Regions from separate parts of the Mus musculus genome. Here region 1 is linked to region 2. A link is a contact called in public promoter capture Hi-C data. All regions are on one chromosome and are shown on one strand. The core of a region is the stretch at or near the end of the contact, and the rest is flanking DNA. Distances in the headings are between cores, read along the strand shown. Region 1 holds the start of Adcy6 (adenylate cyclase 6). Region 2 holds the start of Tmem106c (transmembrane protein 106C).

Region 1 (5,972 bases), core at 2,953-5,452, 640 kb after region 2:
TCCAACCACTATCCTCTCTGCTTTTTCTAGTTTTGATTCTTCTTGTTCCTTTCACATCCCCAGAGCCCTCCCGTCCCCTCCCCTCTGTGACTTGAGCTTCCCTTTCCAACTTTGACTTGACACTGCCTAACTGTGCCCTCCAAAGTCACCCATCCTAGCTGTCTCTAACCGACCTCCACTCAATCCCTCAATGCACACCTGAATTCTCCCTCCCACCCCTAAACAGAACAGGAGCTCCCCCCCCCCCCAGGGCTTTTGTGATGCACAGTCCTTGGGGACCCTTAACACTGTGTTCCAAAGCATCACAAGGCGGCAGGTCTAACCTACAAGGCACTGGGGGTGAAGGCATGGAACACCCTAACTAAGGGAAGCAACCCCCACCTGCTGACGGTTCTCATGCTGCAGGTGCAGCCGCGCCTGGATGTAACCTCGGGTCTCCTGAAAGGCTTGGCGCTGAGACACTTCAGCAGGGTAGTGTGTGCAGACACCGATGGCATTGGTGCAGAGGAAGAGCACCACGTTAGCACCGAGCTGTTGGGAAGGCGGCAGAGGCAGATGAGTGACCACCTGCCCGGCGCGCGCGCGCGCACACACACACACACACACACACACACACACACACACTAGCTCTCTCGGGACCTGCACCCTGTTTGTCCCTAAGCTGTACCATCTCCAGGATACTCTGTTCCCCCATTCAGATCCCAGCCTGCCTAGATCATTCTGTGGCCAGAAAGATGAGCTTTTCACAGCTTCAGGAGCAGCAACACCAACCACAGCCACACAGGTCATGGGCCCAGCCCTGGCACTCTATAATCTCCTGCCCCACACACACCCCTAACAAAAGACGAATGTCCCTTCTGCATGTAGTCCTAAGGAGGACTCAACAACAACAACGCTAGGCAGCTCTGAGCTTCCCATCCTCTTCCAAGTGAACCAGGACAGGTTGCTTCCTCTCTCTAGGTCTCCACTTACTCATCGATCACCCCAACAGGAGGAGGAATATCTCTAAAGCCTCCCACAGCCCAGCGGACTGAATAGCAGAATGATTGCTATTGGGTTCTGCTGCTGTTGGTTGGTTGGTTGAATTTTTGAGATAGGGTCTCACTATGTAACCAAGCTGGCCTTAAACTCACAAAGCAGTGAACCTTGGCTTAGATTCCCAAGCGACGGGATCACAGGTGTAAGCTAATACTACTGCTGTTATTCCAGTAGCCGGTTTGCTGGCCACCTGCAACGTCTAGGATCCGGAGGGAGGACGCATTCTACATATTGACTGATGAATTTATTTTTACAAGTCTGTGGACCAGGTAACAGTACCCCACTTCACGGCCGAGTGACTCAAGAGCCCAGTAGCTTGCCCAAGATTGCACGGTTGGTTGTGGTTGGCAGGAGACTTAAATCCTGCCTGGACAATCAGATTCCAAAGCCTTTGTCCTGATTCCACTATCTAACATATTTCAGATGTCTGAAAGCTCTTTTTTTCCCTAGACTCTAGTTCTTGAAGGCCAGGCTCAGAGCCCCTCCTTGGCAGCTATCAGTTCTACTCACAGAGAGACCGCAATGGCCACCTCTATCACAAGATAGGATTCGACTCCTCTCCTGTCCCGTCCTCTTCCTCCTTCCCCTCTCTCCCTTTCCCCACCGCTTACACACACACCCCCCTCTGCAGGACCTCATGCCTAAGCGCTCACCCTCTGCAACACCAGTCCCAAACCACAGTCAGAACAACTGACTAGCAAACACTGTCTGAGACATGCCCGCTTCAGGGTTGCTGGAGACTTGGGGGTTAACTGGCTCTGGGACTCCACCCAAGCTGGATGGGGCAGGGCTAAGTTTCTGGAGAAAGCAGGGAAGGCTTACTAACTGCCCTGAACCAGAACTAGACCTGCAGACTTGGACAGGACATTTAATCTTTGATTCCTCCGTGTAAAACCGAGGTCCGGCTAACCCCTAGCTCCTAACTCCAGCACGGACCCTCTCGGACTGGCCTTCAGCTGCCCTTCCCAGTCCACGAAGCTTCCAGAGAATCCACACAGAGCTTCCCCTCTCAGCAGCAGGGGTGAAGAGGGGGCACTCTATCTCCCTTGGGGGCTTCTAAGAATAGCCCCCAGTGGGGGGGCGGCAGGGGGGCAATCCAGGCAACTTCCCTTGCTGGCCCCAGGAGCCCAAAAGGAAAATGTGAGTCACAGCAGAGGGATGGGGGAGAGGGATGAGAGACTGAAATAACCACACTCATTCCTATCTACCGTGAGAAAAAAAAATGGATGCCAAGGCTCTGGAGGCCACCCCAGCCTAGTCACTGCTCGGGGCGTCTCAGTGAGTGCATCAGAAAAAAAGTTCTTCCTTCGGACACAAGTGGGGCTGGACCTGGGAAGGGATTGCCCAAGGAGGCTACAAGCCCCTACTCCATGCAGAAACACTCACAGGCCCCACTGGGCACCTGAAGTGGTTCTCAGTTCTGAGACACTGCAGATGGGCAGAGAAGCAGAGTTTTCTCTACTATCCCAGGAATGTGGGGACCCCATGGGGTGGAACTGAAGCCAGGCACCTTGGTGAGGTAGGAGGCTGGCAGTTCCGGCCTCCCAGACCCAACCTCCCCCATCTATCAGGCACAGGGCTGGGCCCTGGGCGCCAGGCCAGCTGAGAGCAGAGAAGAGTCACACACCCACCTTCTGGCAAGTCTGACGGAGTTGGGGGGGGGGATACCACATCACTCCTGAGCATCTTCTCCCCCAGAAGAGCAGTTCACCCCAAACCCCCACTTCTCAGGCAACCAAGAAGAGAACCTAGGGCCTAGCTAGCACAGAAGGGTCTGTCCCTTTAAGAGGTCTGACAGTGCCCTGCGGGGACTCTGCTCCACAACAAACTAGCTATAAAGTTACTGTTAAAAAGGTATGTACTGTTCCAAGCAGGGAAGGGCATGAAGCCCAAGTACCCAGCTCCTCACCCCAGGAGCCCCAAGCAACTTTCTCTTTGTTTTTGAGGCCATGGTGGGCTACAGGCCACAGCTTCTGGCAAGGAGCAGAAAGGCCTTGCTTATGGAAGCTTTGCAAAACTACCTACAGCTGCTTCTTCGTAGGAGTAACAACAGGGCTTGAGTCTCAGAGGTTACCAAGAGGTCAGGGAGACCTGCACATGGCATGTCTACTGACCTAAGCCAAAGAGCTGAAGACTGGCCTGTGGTGACACACTACAGACCTGTTCCTCGTCAATGCTCACTGATACAAGTCCCAAGCAGAGGCTAGCCCGTGAAGCTTGGCCTGATCGATCTAGACATGGCTATATCGATACTGTGTCCCTCCATCAGCAAGTTCTCTTTCCCACCCTCACTCTGTCACACCTACCTGCTTCCAAAGGAAGGGGTCGCTGCTGTTGAGCTGCCAGGCCAAAATCAAATGCAGAGTAGAGAGGCCCAGGCCGCTGAGTACTGCGGCTCGCATGCGAATGGGAAGAAGAGTGTAGGTGATGTAGACGAAGAACACGGGGCACCAAAGGCCCGCCGAGGGGCTGTGTGGATTGGCTGCCAGGGCACCCCCGACTTGCACGGCTGCTAGGATGCCCAGGACCACATAGCTCACCACCCACATGGAGTCCTGGCGGAAGCTGTGTCGGTTACACACCACCATGAGTACCACAAAAAGGACAGAGGCACAGGTCAGCAGGGCCACGTAAGCAGGCTGAGGCTGGGCAGGCGCAGCGTGGAAAGTCAACAGTACAGCCATGAGCAGCACCAGCACCGCCATGAGCAGCGTGAGGCTGCTCTGGTTCATCTGGAAGAAGTACCGCTGGTACAGCCGCTCCAGCTTGGCAGAGCGGAACTGCTTAGACTGGAACACCTGCACAAGCCGGTGCCAGCAGGACGGACCGCTCCGAGGCGATGTATCCGGTGCCACTTCAGCTGTGCCCATCGGTGTGGTCACCTCAGTGTCGTCAAACCCCAAGGCCACTGACCGCAGCCCCAGCTCCACACCCCTGCCCGGGCCCGCCCTCCTGATGAAGGCTTCATCCTGCCAGGGGCACCGAGTGTGAGCTGCAGGAGTGGGGCTGGGTGGCTCCGCATTCTTGAGGCAGCTCATGTAGCGAGGTGCGCAGAAGCCACTGGCTCGATTCGCGTGGCGTGGGCGCTTCTGCCCATTGCGTTCCCCCCAAGCTGTTTTCCGTTCATCCACTTTGGGAACCAGGAGGCCACTAAACCATGACATGCTGCTGGGAGGAGAGACAGGGAATGGTATTAATACCACTGCGTGGCCACAGCCACCATAGTAGCCTGTGACCTGAGCGCTTCCTACAACTCTGGTCTTCATTCCCACCATCTTCCCCCCCTTCTCCCTCTTGCTCCAGCCCTGCTTGCTTGCTTCTCGTTGTGGATGGTTGTGAGCCACCATGTGGTTGCTGGGACTTGAACCCATGACCTCCGGAAGAGCAGTCAGTGCTCTTAACTGAGGAGCCATCTCACCAGTTCCCATTCCCACCGTCTTGATAAAACTGCCCCAGGAGAGGCAGCTGCACCCCCACTCAAAGGTAAGGAACACAGACACATGGAAAAGACCCAGCAACCATATAAGTAAAGGATCTGAGAGCTAAGTTTTTAAGAGCACTCCCCATACTTCTGAAGGACTCTGGTTCAATTCCTAGCACCCACAAAGCAGATCTTACAACTGTTTATGGCTCCAGCTCCAGGGGCTTTGACTTTCTCATGCAAACATGCATGAAAGCAAAACACCAATGCACATAAAAGCATATTTTAAAAAATTGAGCTGGGTGTGGTGGCACACGCCTTTAATCCCAGCACTCGGGAGGCAGAGGCAGGCAGATTTCTGAGTTCGAGGCCAGCCTGGTCTACAAAGTGAGTTGCAGGGCAGCCAGGGCTACACAGAGAAACCCTGTCTCAGAAAAGAAAACAAAACAAAAACAAACTACACACAAGCCTAATACATCTTGTCAACAGAATATGTTCTGCTGTGAACTGTTGATCGTTGACCTCTACACAAAAGGGATTCTTTCCATATCCTTCCTTCCTTCCTTCCCTCCTTCCCCCCTCTCTCTCTCTCTCTCTCTCTCTCACACACACACACACACACACACACACACTCTTCAGCAAACTAAATTCAATTTCTCCCACAGGTCACAGTTTAAACGTTACTTCCTCACGGAAAATTTCCCAGCCCCACCCCTAAGACTACGTTTGGTCCAGTTTAACCTCTGTTCATCTCCTCCACAGTACTTATTGCCATTATAATTAAATCATTTCTCGTTTAACGTACGCCTCCGTCCCGGGGACTACAAGCTTTGTGCATGTAGAAACTATACCTATTTTTGTCAGCACTTCATCTCCAGAGCTATTGGGGCTAACAGTAGGTGCTCAATAAACGTAGGAGCAAACAATAAGGAGGAAAGGAGGGAGGGGAGTGCGGCTCAGTGGTAGAATGCCTGTTTAGAACACACAAGGCGTTGGGTTCCACACTTAGTATCACAAAGAGCTGGGTGGAGAGCCGACAAGGAGAAAGAACATGAATGCTTTAGAGCAGTCCACATGGAATAACTAATAACCCAGCTAATTCTGACAGTCCAGGTCCCGTGTCTTCCTCATCACACCTGTCACACCAGCCTGTCTGCTGTTCCCCAGTATGCCAGGCTCTGCCCAGGCTGGTACCCTGGTACTTGCTGTTCCCAACTGGAATAGGAGCTCCTTTAGGTCACAGCCCAAGTCCCTTATCAGCTCTGCTCTCTCACAGCCTTTTAAAATAGCAACTCCCTTTCCTGGGGCTCCGTATCTCCCTCCCCAGCTTTATAATTTTTCTCTCTCCCCGCAGCTCTTATCAGCAACTGCCGTTCTATAATTTTCCTTTTTCTTATTTGCTCGTCGGCACTCCTAACAGCCGTGCCAACTTGGGAGAGCCAAAGATTTGGGTGTTTGGTTGTGTCCTGTGGTGCCCGCTGCTCCTCAACGTTTGCTGAGCGGATGGATGGCC
Region 2 (6,642 bases), core at 2,346-4,845:
CTAGAGAACTCCAAATAGACTGAACCAGAAAAGAAATTTCTCCCATCACATAATAATCAAAACACCAAATGCACTAAACAAAGAAAGAATATTAAAAGCAATAAGGGAAAAAGGTCAAGTAACATATAAAGGCAGGCCTATCAGAATTTCACCAGACTTCTCACCAGAGACTATGAAAGCTAGAAGATCCTGAGCAGATGTCATACAGACCCTAAGAGAACACAAATGCCAGCCCAGGCTACTATACCCAGCAAAACTCTCAATTACCATAGATGGAAATACCAAGATATTCCATAACAAAACCAAATTTACACAATATCTTTCCATAAATCCAGCCTTACAAAGGATAATAGATGGAAAACACCAACACAAGGGGGAAAACTACACCCTAGAAAAAGCAAGAAAGTAATCTTTCAACAAACCCCAAAGAAGATAGCCACACAAACATAATCCCACTTCTAACAACAAAAATAATGGGAAGTAACAATCACTCTTCCTTAATATCTCTTAACATCAATGGACTCAATTCCCCAAAAAAGACATAGACTAACAAACTGAATACATAAATAGGACACAGCATTTTGCTGCATACAGGAAACGCACTTCAGTGACAAAGGCAGACACTACCTCAGAGTAAAAGGTTGGAAAACAATTTTCCGAGCAAATGGTCCCAAGAAACAAGCCGGAGTAGCCATTCTAATATCGAATAAAATCAACTTTCAACCAAAAGTCATCAAAAAAGATAAGAAAGAACACTTCATACTGGTCAAAGGAAAAAAAATCTACCAAGAGGAACTCTCAACTCTGAACATCTATGCTCCAAATGAAAGAGCACCCACATTCATAAAAGAAACTTTACTATAAAGCTCAAAGCACATCGCACCCCAGACAATAATAGTGGGAAACCTCAACACCCCACTCTCAGCAATGGACAGATCATGGAAACAGAAACTAAACAGAGACACGGTGAAGCTAACAGAAGTTATGAACCAAATGGATCTAACAGGCATTTATAGAACATTTCATCCTAAAGCAAAAAGAATATACCTTCTTCTCAGCACCTCACGGTACCTTCACCAAAAGTGTCCATATAATTAGCCACAGAACAGGCCTTGACAGATACAAGAAGACTAAAATAATCCCATGTACCCTATAATATCACCATGGACTAAGGCTCTCTTAGATGCCAACAAAAACAACAGAAAGCACACACACACACACATGGAAGCCGAACAATGTTCTACTCAACGATAACTTGTTCAAGGAAGAAATAAAGAAAGAAATTAAAGGCTTTTTAGAATTTAATGAAAATGAAGACACATCATACCAAAACTTATGTAACACTTATGTAAACTTATGTAAAGAAAGCAGTGGTAAGAGGAAAATTCATAGTTCTAAGTGCCTCTAAAAGAAAACTGGAGAGAGCTTACACTAGCAGCTTGGCAGCACACCTGAAAGCTCTAGAACAAAAACAAGCAAATTCACCCAAAAGGAGTAGACGGCAGGAAATAATCAAACTCAGGACTGAAATCAAACAAATAGAAACAAAAAGAACCATACAAAGAATCAACAAAACCATCAGCTGGTTCTTTAAGAAAATCAAAAAGATACGTAAACCCTTCCTTAACCAGACTAACCAGAGGGCAAAGAGAAAGTATCCAAATTAATAAAATCAGAAATGAAAAGGGAGACATAACAAAGTATATCTTAAAATAATTACAGTTTGTTGAATATTAACAGTTGAAAATAGTAAAATCATGTTCTACAAACATCATGGAAATATTATTGATAATTTTTCTCTCTATGCTAGAACTTAGCATTTTCTTAATGTTTCACTTCAAAAAGTTTTTGCTATTTTGAAATTTTTAAAATATACTTACTGATAAAGTAATTTCTCTCTTAGAAACACTGATAATCTTTTTAAAGTAAACTGATTGTTAGACAATGTTCACAGATATATAATGCATTTTAAATACTCTCTCACTATGTCAGGTGCTATCATATAAGGGCTTTTGAATATATTCCTTAATGATTCATTTTTAATATTTTATGCTCTTTTACTATGCTTAATTACAATAGAATATTTTGTATGTTTTGAAACAATTTAGTATTCAATGTTAGATATAGGATCCTCAGTTATGGATAGTATTAAATATTCATTAATGATATTTTTAGGATATGAATATAAAAGTTGAACAAAATTTTATGTATTATTTGATTCTCAAAATACTCCATAATATTAATATGTTTGATGTATAAAGTGCATTTAAATAATACAAAAAATTATGAAAAAAACAAATAAACAAAAAACAACCAAATCAAACCATCCAAACAAAAACTCCAAAACCAAGACCAACTAACAGACCAAGCTTTCCTCTTTATTTGCGCTGTGTCTATATTTATTAGGATTGTGTCCCACTGTGAGAACATGAAATCTAGGAAGATCAGAATTCTATCAGGGACCTGATTTCTTTTATCCTTCTGTCCAGAGTTCCTCATGGCCTCTTGGTCACAACACAGCTACTTTAATCTCTAATACCAAGCTCACAGTCCAGACAGGAAGAGTGAGAGGATCAGCTGAGTCTCTATCTACTTTAAGGAGACACAGAATTTTTACTAGAAAAAAATCTACAACCTTCCCCCAAACTGGGCAGAACAGTATCACCAGAGTTCATTAACTGCAACCAAACAATATGTTTTTAGCTTAGCCTTTATTTCTCCCAATATCATCAGATTTATTTAAGTAAGAGACATAGAAGTAGGGCTGGAGGGATGGCTCAGCTGTTAAGATCATTAACTGCTCTTCCAGAGGTCCTCAGTTCAATTCCAAGCAACCACATGGCGGCTCACAACCGTCTGTAATGAGATCTGATGCCCTCTTCTGGAGTGTCTGAAGACGGCTACAGGGTCGTCATTTAAATAAAATAAATCTTCTCTTGCTGTTCTTAAAACAGGGTCTCACTTTGCTGGCTGGCCTCAAACTCACGTTCTAGGCTAATTTGAATTTGTGGCGATCCTGCTGTCTCTCAGATGCTGGAAGCCCCGTGCACCATCACACAGGGCTCTTTAGCCCTCTTCGCCAGTTTCATTTCGCTTCTGTGGCACTTTAGCTTTCGGAGGAGCTCTCAAACCCTTTATGCCCATCCCACGTTTTTTGTGGATAGTGGTCCTGAAATAGGATCACCTTGCAAAACTTAGCTTTGGGTTTCATTCTTTTGACTAGCCAGCAGGACTCCGATGGAAGTTGCCTCCAATCAGGCCCCTTGTCACAGTGGTTCTCCATAAGCTCTTTAGGCATTCAGATCCTCTGCCGGGACCTAGTACAGGTTCTGGGTTTTGGGTTTCTTTATGCCCCGTGTCCCTGTGCGGAGAGAATGGCTTTGGCCGTCCTCCTCTCACACAGAAGCGCTCTGATCCGGAAGCTCAGATCTGGGGGTATAGAGGAGCGACGTTCTGTCTCCGAGCACCTCCGCGGTTCTCTGTCGCCCCCTACCGGTGGGTAGGTGCGCTGCCGCTGCGCGGCAGGAGGGACGCGCTGGAGCTCAGGGCGCAGGCGCAGGCGCTCGCGCTCGCCCGGGTCCTCGGGCGGGCTTGCGGTTCTGCGCGTGCGCACGGGCGGAGGCGCGCCGAGGACTCGCTGGAGCGGGCAGGTGGAGGGAGGAGTGGTCCCGGGAGTAACTGCCAGCAGTTGGTGCGCCACAGGTCCGGGGGCGCCCGCGTTCCCGAGCCTCGGAGGCCTGAACGCGTTCGGAACGTGGCTTTTTTTGTGCGGGGGCGTGACCTGAGCCCGCCTCCTCGGCTGGGAGTGGAGGAGAATGGGGATCGCTGAGGCCTTTAATTAATCTGGTGCCTGTTGTTTGTGTGCCCGAGGTGCAGCCTGTTTGCCTTTTGAGTTTGCAAACAGAGGGGAGGAAGCGGCGGGGTGGGGTGGGGGAGCAGGAGGGGAGATGGGGTCTTCCGGGCAGAGAGCCTAATCCAGCGAGGGCCGTCCTATTCCAGGGGGAGGGGAGGCCAGACACGACACGGGACACTGCTGCAAAAGGAAGGCCGCAGTAGGAACTGCCAGTGTTGCGCACACAGGCACACACTTAGAACAACAGCCTCTTGCTCAGTATTTTGCACTTTATGCAGAAGTGATTTTTTTTTACCTCTAGAGCGGCCCCACATGGACACTAACACGCGCTCACCACCCCCCTCCCCATATAGGAGATGACACATGGGGTCTCAGCACTCCTCTGCCCTCACATTTTGTCAGCGAAAGAAGGATGACAACCCGGAGGACTTGCTGGCTGATAGAGATCAGGAGGAAGCCATCGCTCAGTTCCCCTATGTGGAGTTCACTGGGAGAAATAGCATCACCTGTCACACCTGCCAAGGAGCAGGCTACATCCCAGCAGGTGAGACCATCGGCCATCACACGGAAAGCACTCTGGCATCTGCTCCAGCCAGCCCTCCATAGTCATAGCCCGCCCTGAATTGTAGCCAGCTCCGCTGCCCTGATAAATGGACAGACTCCAGGTTTTTTGTTTTTTGTTTTTTTTAAATCTTACACTCGGAACCCTTTCTCTTCTTCATTTCTACTCCTTTATTAATGCCTTAGTTTCTTTTCTGGTTGCTCTGATAAAATACTCTGACAATGGCAATTTAGGGGATGAAGGTTTATTCTGATTCACAGCTCCAGGTCACAGCTCCATCACTGAGGACAAGTTATACAACAGCAGCAATTTGAAATCGCTTATGTCACCTTATAGTCACAGCAAACAGCGAGCGAGGAGTGCTCGTACCTGGTTTCCCCTTCCCTATTCATTCAGAGATACAGCCTATGAAATGGGTGCCACCCACATTTAGGGAGGGTCTTCACATTTCAGTAAACCCAGTTAAGAAAATCACTCACAGACACGCCCCGTGGGCCGACCTAATCCCGTCTGTATCCACTGAGACATCTTCCTAGGCCACTCCGGGTTCCCAGCCCCTCTCTGGTTTGGAATGTTTATTTCTCTGCTGTGGGATCTGTTGACAAGGATGTTTCTCTATCGTTCTTGCTCATAAGGATGGCCACAGCATTGTGAAGGAGATATTCTAGCAGATCCTTTACAAACAAAGGCACCATGAGCAGTAGCCAGGGGTCAGCAGAATACCAGGGGGTGGGGAGTGACAGTCGGCTCAGGAGTGGGGCCTGGATTATCTGTAGCAACAGCTGCCACTAAGTTGACCCTAGGTGTTGGGGGAGTCACAGAGATTAGAGCTTTTAAGAACCTTACAAACCACACAAAGCTCCAAGTGAAAAGTGACAATGGCTTTGAGATGTTCCGAGACTTCGTCAAAGACAGCGAAGGCAAGAGCCCCCCAGCCTCAGTGCCGCAGCCCTACGGTGCTGGTAGAAGTTTTACAGTTTGTGGCGTTCTCCTTAGGCTAATCTGTTTCTTCCCCTCCAGCTTTTCTTATCCTGTCTCTACATTTACCCGTTCCTTCATCCAACCAAAAGTGTACGTTTTAGTGTCTAAGCCCAGCTGAATCTCAGCTGTGCCAGTTGACGGCGAAATGTGACAAGAAGAGGAAGGGCCACTCATACCTGGGGTTTACAGAATGAGTCTGTGTTTGCTGCTTTTCTAGAGCAAGTCAATGAGTTGGTGGCTTTGATCCCCCACAGTGACCAGAGGCTGCGTCCTCAGAGAACGTGAGTTGGCTGGCTCTCATCTGCCAATACCTTCTTCTGTTCCCAACTCCTCTCTATGAAAGAACACCAAGTAATCTTTGAGAAAGATGTCTGTTCTTATATCTGCCCTGTTTCCTTATTTTCTTTATCCACTAATTTATGATTATTACCTCATTATTTATTTATTTATTTATTTATTTATTTATTTATTGTGATACTAAGGCTTGAACCCAGGCCCTCTCACTTACTAGACAAGCACTCTTCCACTGAACGATAGCCTAGTCCTCCCCATTTCCCCTAGAACTTTTGCTTAAGTGAAATGTCTCTGTCTCGTGTTACAGTCTGGGCAAAGAAATGTGAAGCTAGAAACATCTTAAGGGTCAACTGAAAGGAAGGGGTTGGGGAAAGAGGCCGTCCTGGGAGATGAGCGGTGTTTAGGAGATAAAAGCACCGGTTTCTCTTTGGAGGGCGAATGGTGCTCAGAAGGGCTGAAGGGCCTTTTCTTGCCCCATTGCTCTGTGCCCAGTCTGTGCTTCCTGATTCTGTTCGCTTCCTTTCACTGCATCAGTATTGTGTCAATCAGGACCATTTAGGCTCCCGTATCTGGTATCTGACCGACCACGGTGACCCTGTGCTGTCGTTTGCAGAAAACAGTATGTCCTCCTGTCGGTCCTGCTGTGTCTCCTGGCATCTGGCCTGGTGTTCTTCTTTCTGTTTCCACACTCGGTCCTCGTGGACGATAACGGCATCAAAGTGACAAAAGTCACGTTTAATGAACAGGACTCCCTTGTGGTCCTTGATGTCACGGTAAGATGAACGGCCTCGCTTCCTGGCCTGCGCACTTGCCAGCCTTAGACCGGGACACTTACCTGGCGCTTCCTCCCTTGCCCTTCCTAGGCCACCCTGAAGATCAGGAACTCCAACTTCTATCCTGTGGCGGTCACCAACCTGTTCAGCCAGGTCCAGTACATGAAGGCTGTGGTCGG

Evidence for each region. Promoter capture Hi-C pulls out the DNA fragments that hold promoters and counts their contacts.
Region 1: a contact with region 2 is called in a promoter capture Hi-C map of embryonic stem cells, with 4 times the contacts expected there. The contact joins the promoter of Adcy6 here to the promoter of Tmem106c in region 2. A contact is called at or near these places in 4 of 39 promoter capture datasets (the SN4741 cell line, embryonic stem cells, pre-B cells and 1 more) and 1 of 115 datasets of contacts at active chromatin or transcription factors (large pre-B cells).

What each region holds. Positions count from the first base shown.
Region 1 is chr15:98,600,530-98,606,501 of GRCm38.p6, forward strand. Adcy6 (adenylate cyclase 6) reads right to left here and starts at 4,203. Exons shown (of 21, transcript NM_001368413.1): 1 at 3,345-4,203; 2 at 382-531. The coding sequence starts at 4,202.
Region 2 is chr15:97,960,634-97,967,275 of GRCm38.p6, forward strand. It overlaps Tmem106c (transmembrane protein 106C), which reads left to right and starts at 3,596. Exons shown (of 8, transcript NM_001252153.1): 1 at 3,596-3,702; 2 at 4,207-4,397; 3 at 5,614-5,677; 4 at 6,304-6,463; 5 at 6,554-6,642. The coding sequence starts at 4,217.